Regions from separate parts of the Danio rerio genome. Here region 1 is linked to region 2. The links are chromatin contacts, called in public HiCAR-type maps. All regions are on one chromosome and are shown on one strand. The core of a region is the stretch at or near the end of the contact, and the rest is flanking DNA. Distances in the headings are between cores, read along the strand shown.

Evidence for each region. HiCAR-type assays count read pairs that join an accessible place to other places.
Region 1: a contact with region 2 is called in a HiCAR-type map of caudal fin, with 7 times the contacts expected there. The contact joins two enhancer-like sites. A contact is called at or near these places in 1 of 18 Hi-C or Micro-C datasets (an unstated tissue) and 1 of 4 datasets of contacts at active chromatin or transcription factors (caudal fin).

The regions. Positions count from the first base shown.
Region 1 is chr11:18,643,856-18,648,056 of GRCz12tu, reverse strand. No RefSeq gene overlaps it. Among named protein-coding and RNA genes, the nearest start is that of kbtbd8, 84 kb to the left of the region's middle. Within about 2 kb of position 1,531, at least 9 of the 62 cell types and tissues checked have an H3K27ac peak or open chromatin away from gene starts, as enhancers often do.
Region 2 is chr11:18,369,895-18,374,452 of GRCz12tu, reverse strand. All of the region lies in intron 5 of slc25a26 (solute carrier family 25 member 26), which reads right to left. Among named protein-coding and RNA genes, the nearest start is that of slc25a26, 27 kb to the right of the region's middle. Within about 2 kb of position 1,707, at least 6 of the 62 cell types and tissues checked have an H3K27ac peak or open chromatin away from gene starts, as enhancers often do.

The DNA.
Region 1 (4,201 bases), core at 282-2,781, 270 kb before region 2:
AGGCTTTAGGTTAACTAGGCAGGTTAGGGTTATCAGGTAAGTTATTGTTTAATGATGGTTTGTTTTGTAGACTATCAAGAAAAAAAATAAGTTAAAGGGGCAAATAATTTTGACCTCAAAATGTTTTTTAAAATTTGTATTTATTTATTTATTTACATTCAATAAACCATACACAGCAGACAAAATAGTATGCAGCACAACAGAGCATTTATCTTTTGAAGTCAATGTTGGAGGTCTGTTAGTTGGGACAATAAAACATGGAAAAGAAATGGTCTCTCAGTTGACACCTGCAGCTTGAACTGTTTGTCAAGGCCAGTACACTTAAAATATCAGACAATCTAACCTTTTTATGGCACAGCAGGATTACTTGAGTTTGTGTTAAATAGTGCTCAGCATATATAAGTAGACCCCTCAAATCTATAATTTAAATTATTATTTTAACAGGAAGAGCAATGTTATATCCATTAGATTAGTCATTACTAAAGCCAAATCTGGAGCTAGTCTAACAAAATAACTTAGGATAACGGTCCAAAAACTAGTACACCCAAATTTATATCTTATAGGAAAAATAATAAATACAAAATTTAAAAAAGAGGGAAAATCAAAAGCAAATAATAATAATAATAATAATATTTAGTTGAAATTTTGTAGGTTGAAATTCTTTTTTGCAATATTTAGCTTGAGTTTAATTGTATTATTTTTCAATTTCTAAATATTTTTGGTGACTAAAATCTTATTTTAATAAATATATCTGTTTAATAAATGTGTTTTGTTTAAATGTACCACAATATATGCTTATATTCACTGAGAAATGGATCAAAATATTTTCAAAATGGGGGGGTACTCAATTATGCTGAGCACTGTATGCCACCATGGCTCACACATACAGTATATGTGATGTGCACACCTCACACAATCATCCTTGTCGTTATTTTTATAACTAAGTACCATATGTAAATAAATCTATAATAATAAACCATACCAATATTGCAATATTATCACTCAATAGTTCAGAAAATGCTGCTTACTAATATATATATATATATATATATATATATATATATATATATATATATATATATATATATATATATGTATGTCTGTATGTATGTATGTATGAATAAATCTGTGAAATGAGCTGTATGCAAGTGCAGATAAAAGTGAGATTTACATGTTCAGTATCTCGCATGAATGAGCATAAAAACCCATTATGAGAAAATAGCCTTTAAAACTTGCATTCTCAAAAAATATACTCAATAAACACTTGTGTTTTCTTTTTCCATTAAAATGAAAACAATATTTAATGAAAATCCAAAAAGCACAAAAACTTGAATAAATAAAAATAACCTGTTTTTGCTTACAGTGTCTTGTCTTAAAACCATCAGCAGGTTGAATAACTAATGAAATGACACAAGTTCACCCTTTGAATCATTAGTGAAGCGCTGTCCGTGACTGATTCCTCTGCTGGAATGCACATGTGCTGCTTCAGACTAACAGGTGCGCAGCCGTGGCGTGACTTCGAGAGAGCTCACAGGCTGTCAGGACCTGCTTAACCAGGTGCACCATGGAGACTGCTCCATCTGTACAGAATCCATGTGCTAAACCAACCAGAACCAACCGGAAACCTCTATAAAGGGCGCAGGGTCACCATCAGCCAGACCACATGGGTTGAAAACAGCTGTGTGAAGCCATAAATCAGGGCTTAAGTGGGAATAGTCAATGTAGGATTAATGTAAAACATCTTGATGAGATCATTATTTTTACATTAATGCTTAAAATATTATGTACCATTTGGTTATCAAGTTAGAAGTGATATTGAATTTTCACTGTCAAACAGGACAAAAACTAATATAATTAACACTGCCATAATTTAAACTGCAGTATGGTTAAATATTTCTTTGTTTTTCATAGACCTCTCATGCTATAAAAAATGCTTTACTTATTTTTTTGAGCCAAATAGCAAAACTGTCTTATGGTGTGACGGTCTCAAGCGTAGTTTAATAACTCTTATCAATTAAAAAGAAAATTGTAACATTTTTAATAAACACTCCAGGCATCATTTTACAAGAGGCTATTTTAGCAAATTACGTTTTTATTTCTAAAAATAAAGGAACTTGATACATTTTGTCCCTGAAAATGTGTCCTCTGGTGTGAAGCTAAGCATATTTTAAATCAGACAGTTTTACTGAAAAGTGTAATTGTAGATGGACATTCATCTTCTGAAGCCCACAACATGCACCTGTACATGTTTTGTCAGTGTTTTTCACTTTTCACTTTACGTCACCTTACAATTATAAGGTTCTAGCTGGCATTTTAGTCAAAATTGAGTTATTCTCATATTCAACATATTCTCATATCTTCAAAGTTGAAATCTAGCTTCGCTCTATAAGGCTCTTTCTGTGAGCCAATCAATGATTTGAATGCACGCACAAGGACCAATTAGGATCTGCTTTCTTTTTCATTCTGAAAGACTGCTCCATTTACAGTGGGAAAGACCAGAAAGAAACATAAAATCAAAGTCGACAAAATAATGTTGCACCACACAAAATTGAGCATAAACTTAAAACTGAAAAGATGTGTGTAAATGTGATGATTTAGAAGCATTTTTTGACATCGAGATAAAAGGTTAAATTTTACATTGTAGAAAAAAATGGTTATTTAAAAAAATCATATATTACATGTAAAATACGTTTAGTTGTGCATATATAGTCAGTGAAACATTTTTAAACAACTCATTTGCTCAATGTCTGTTTTTGTTTAAAGTCTTTAAATGTGATGTTAAGCCTGAAGGGCAAATACTTATTTGAATTTATGGAGCATATAATTCAATAAAACATATAAAGCATATCATTAAATACATTTTACCATATTAAATACATAAAATTAACATCTGGACTGGACAACATATTTAGCACAGCCTGGTTTGCTTAATTTGAACAAGAAAAAAAATATTTTTATATTATAAAAAATATAATTAAATTAATAAGCAGACTGATTGTATTTCTTGAACCCTTCAATGAGTGATCTGCCAGAACCTTATAATTCCAAGACGAAAATGACTTTTTAGAATTAGAAGGTTCTATCTGCATTTGCTCTATTTTATTTTTATTTATTTATTTTTTGTTGTTGTTGTTTTTATACCTTAATTTGCAAACTTAAGAGAGTTTTGATCATCTAGAGTGCATTTAGGGTCTCTGGTACAGTATGTTAATTTATGAAAAAGACAGTGTCAGTAATACAGGCAATATAGGCAGTTGCCTAGGGCCCTGCGTTTCTTGGAGGGACCCCACAAACGCTGGTCTTATATTATATTTACTGTGAACAGAAGCATGAGGTTGAGCCCAAACGCTTAAACCTCAAGCATTGCGTAATGCACAAACCCTATCAAACGCAGTGAGAAAAAAAATTACTTTCACATTTTATTAAAAGATTAGCTCTGTATAATTCGTACATGACAAATAGCTTAAAATGATAATAAATACGCAACAACAGTATGAATAAAAGCAGAAAATATTAGAAACACACCCAGCAGCACCACTCTCTATTTTGCATCGCCTGCAATCGGCTATTGGGTAAAGTAGAATGATGTAACGTATTCCTAGAGATTTCAAATATCTCACATTTAGGGGTGTAGCAGACATTTTAAAAGTGGGAGGACAACTATTTGAGATCCAAAAGTTTACGTTCATATAAATATTAATCACCTGTTTCTAAATGGTCAGTCTCTAAAAGTGAGGGGGATGTATTCACTTTATTTTTTTAAATGAGAGTTTTCTGGCTTGCAAACGTATTCGTTTAAGTCTGAGTAAATATTTGTACATATGTATTATAGGTTAAATATGTTACAATTAATACATATTTATACACTTAAAATTAAATTTTTTGTGCTTTCTTCTCACTGTTTTTACACCAGTGGGCCCATTTTTTTTATCTCGTCTAGGGCCCCTCAACCATACGGGCTATATTTATAATAGTATGTAAAATATTATATATAATTTCATAAAATATAAAAATATCCCTTTTTAGAGAATATTCCAAAAGTGAAGATAAATAACACTTAACACTATTTTGTTCAGAGAGTTGTTTTGCTGCAACACCATAGGACGTATTTAAGGTAAATTTCTAAAGAATGGTTTTAAAATAAAGTGAAAGAATTGATAAAGTTAGTGACCCTTACATTTTCACAAGCATTAAACGTCAA
Region 2 (4,558 bases), core at 458-2,957:
GCCATCATAAATTGTGAAAATAACCCATCAAAAAAGGCTTTAAGACCAAGTAAAATCTGACGCAAATGAAGTCAACTTTCTCCACTGACCTACTGTATTGTTGGTAAATATATAAAACATTTTACAAGGAACTTTGCTTCTAAATATTGGACCTTATTTTTTAAAGATTAATAAAAAATAAATAAAATAAATAAAAAATGTGTGAAGAACCAAAATTGGAGCATATTATAGTTACTTTTAATACTTATTTGACTATTGTTGTTATCTATAAATTGTCAAATCTTTTTTTACAAGAGAAGCTAGAAAAATTGTCAAGCTCTGCATTATTATTAATTAATTTTTTAATTATTATTATTATTGTGGAAACTAACTGAGGAAAGCTGGATGTGCTGCTTAGTTTGTTTTGTCTAATAAATGACCATCTGACAAGCTAATCCAGCTAAGAAAGAAAGAAAGAATCGTATAGCAGAAAAACTTGTCTGGAGGATGCTTTAGATCATATTATATTTTAAACATTAATCTTATCAATTATTATTTAATATCAAACACATTTTTAAATATTAAGAGTTTAAATGCAAAAACATTTAAATTCTGTCAGATTTTTTTTTATCAGTTTCATGTGTGTGTATGTTTGGTAATTTTACCTTTATGGCAAAGAATAAGTTAGTTGTATGGTCTTTAAAGTGGAAAAAAACTCAACACTTACACTTACAGGTTTTTGCATCTGAACTCTTTCTATATACTTTTTATTTAATTACATTTAATTACATTTATTTTTTCAATATAAGCATTTAGTACTGTTAATAATATATTATGCAATGCAATTATATAAAAATTAGAATCAACGTTTATAATAAATTTAATTTAATTGCTAAAATATTTTACTGAATTCTGGAATCCTAAAATCCAAGTTTTACATTAACTTTGTATTATTATTATTATTATTATTATTATTAGTATTAGTATTATTATGAGTAATGATTCATTTAAATACTAAAAAATAACATATTATAATGAATATATATTTGTTTTAATCACAATATTTATAATATCACAAAATTTATTACAATATAGTAAAACATACACAATAAAGGTTTAGATTTGTTTATACTTCATTAACATTAAATAATTTTAAATCATTTTAAATGACTCAAATAATAACATTAATACTATACTAATCGTTTTTAAATGATCCAACTTAATTTAAATCCGTAAAACGTAAAAATAATCATTTAAGAAAATCTAAGTTGTGTTTTATTCTGAACTTTTATTTTATTGAAGACCATTCATTCTCAAGACTTCTATAATCAAAGATAATTCTGATAAATAGTTTAAATATACTGACACTATTGCAGCATTCTTAGATTTATCTCAATCTAAATGCATTTAGAACAGCAAAAAAATAAAATAAAATAAAATAAATTAAAATAAAATAAAATTCAATATGCTGGATAAGTTGGCGGGTACTTCTGCTGTGGCGACCGCTAATTAATAAAGGGTCTAAGCCAAAAAGAAAATAAAGAAATAAAATGAAAGGTACGGAATGGCAGGAGGTTGAGTAAATGATCTAAACAATGCTAGAATTTTCTAAAGCACCTACAGCATCTGATTTGCAGCGAATCCTCAGAAAATGTCGGACACCCAGCAACAGCCTAAGCAGAAGCTGACAGATGCAGCTCAAGGCTTGGGTGTTTAAAAACTACATTCTTCCAGGGTTGCCAGTTCTCCTCTCCTCCCCTTCACATCTGTGCTGATATACAGAGTGAGATCTCTCCGTCAATGTCACAAAAACTGCTGCTCACAAACTCCTCATTCGTTTTTAAAACTACAGTTATCTTCCAGAAAAAATACACTTGTAAAGGAGAAGCAACAGTTCTATCGCAAAAAAAGAAAAGAAAAAAAGGTTGTGCTGTTTGATGTTTATAATAATCTGAGCGCTGTGATCTTTTCCAGCTTTCATGCAGATGGTTATCAGATCTGGCCTAATCCTGTTATGCCCTCTAGTGGATGAACTCAAAATACAGTCTATGAGAGCAATTTAATATTTATATTGTTATATTATATTATATTATGTTTATATCTATATAAATACAATATAATAATAATAATAATAATAAAAATAATAATAATAATAATAATAATAATAATTATTATTATTATTATTATTATTATTATTATTATTATTATTATTATTATTATATTCTATTATTATAGTCCCAAGAACAGAGACAAACCAGAGACAAAAATGGCTGGTGTGTGTGGAAGAAACCAAACATTTTTACAACATAATATACACCTATTCATGACAGTCAAACAGTTTTGTTTGATAAGACCTCAATGTAATTTCATGGGTATAAGAAGAATTCATTTTGCTTCACCTGTTCATGTTTTTTCTGACTGTTAATGTGCCAGTAACCACTGATTTAAAGAGATTTAACAATTTACTCATTATTTATTTAGCCTCCCTTACGTGGTTTGAAAATCTTTCTTATGTTGAAGACAAATGAAGATATTTTGAAGTATGCTGATAAACCTGTAACTACTGATTTCCATAGTAAAAAAATATATATATATAAATAAAAAAATAAATATTATGAAAGTCAATGGTTACAGGTTTTCAGCTTTCTTTAAAATATCTTCTTTTGTGTTCAACAGAAAAAAGAAAGTCATATAGGATGAAAAAACAGTGACATAATTTAAAATTTTGAACGAACTATCATACAAAAATGAAAATTACTCCATTACTCAAGCCATCCCCTGTGTATAGGACTTAATTTTCTGACTTAATACAGCTGCAGTAGCTTTAAACTTTTTTTTTTCTTTTTTACTTATCATTGATTTACATCATTCTCATTTGTGCAATGTTTCTATGCATTACAATTTATTTAGATAACAAGTATGAAAAAATGCTTACAAAAATGGCCTGAAAGTGAGTGAATTATACCGCATTTTTCACATTAAATCAACAAAAAATTGACATTTTTGGTTGAGCGATGCCTTTTAAGAAGTCTACAGCGCACATTACAGTGTTTTTAGGAACAGCCACAGTTATTGTTCACATTTAACAAACTGTAAACAAGCAAGCACTGGCCAGGAAATGTATTGAAAGTGGAACCCTCAAATTTGAAACATGCTGTTTTGATTTAAAGCACTGATTTTCCCACGTTTCTAGAAAATATTTTACTTTATCGTATGAAAATTAAATGTTTCCTTTTTTTAAAAAAAAAATCTTAATTTCAGCAGTAATATGCTAAGTGGGTTTCTTAAAAAACAAACTTAAGTCTGTGCTAAGGCTTAGATGGAAATTAAATTTTCAGGTCTACACCTAAAAAAAAAGTGCACATAAATGTTATTTATGATTATTTGATAAAAAAAAAAACAGCAGCTAATAAATAGCCATGGGAAGATAACCGGTTTCAAGGTTTACTGTGGTTTGGAAAAGTCAAAGTTTCAAAAATGCAAAAATTTTGTGTTATACCATTTCTAAGGTACACTGTAAAAAAAATGCAGGGTTCCATACAATTCAATTATGCTGTCCGAACACAAATAGATTAAGTTAACTTAATTGTTTTTACAAATTGAAGTGGATTGAACATAAAAAAATTAAGTTAAAAAAAACCCTAATAATAATAATTGTGTCGATTCAGCTTGTTTTAGATAAGTGGTTTGAACAAACAGCAACATTAAATTTTTAGTGTAAATGTATGTTTTATTCGATTTTTTACATGTTATCAAATACTATTTTATTTGTTCGTTCGTTCGTTCATTCGTTTATTTATTTATTTAGGGCAACAGTATATCCAGCAGCAAAGGAGTATCCACATCCAAAGTTACTGATCACAATTCAGCAAACAATTAAATAAATCCAAATAAATCGCCTACAAGAATGACAAGCATATGGACCTGAACAGTGCAGTATTGTGTTCAATAGGGAAAAAAGTTTTTTTTTTTTTTTTTTTTGTAATTTAAAAGAAACTTATTTTAGAGCAGTAATCACAATACCGTGCAACCGTGACATTTTTATTCAAAGTTATCATACCGTCTGAATCATATACCGGCCCATGCCTACTAATAAAATAAATATATACATTTCTGAACAGTAGCATATTTTCTAGACTTCAAAATAACCAACAAACGACACCCTGTACATATAAAATTTCATGTATCACATGACAACATTACTGTTTTTACACCAGCTTGCCATTTAAGCATTCCTCATCCTCCACTCTCTTCAACATGATCAACTATAACTCGTATCAGCGGCTGTATCTCATCACGACCTTTTGTCCTGGGCTTCTGTAATGAATCTGCATAATGGAGAAGACCCCAATTAAATCCTTGCATGAGGAGGACTCGGCATCCTGGGTAAACAAACTTACCCTGACAGGGTTGTGGCGCGGGATAAGATAGCAGGACTGAGAAAATGAATTAGCTTCCTGACACACGTCAAAGCCAATCCAGAGGAAGAACCGAGGCACCTTTCGACACCTCTATTTTATCTGGCCCTTAGTATTCAACTACAGCCACCCGCTCGCATCCAAAATATATTCATTTATTC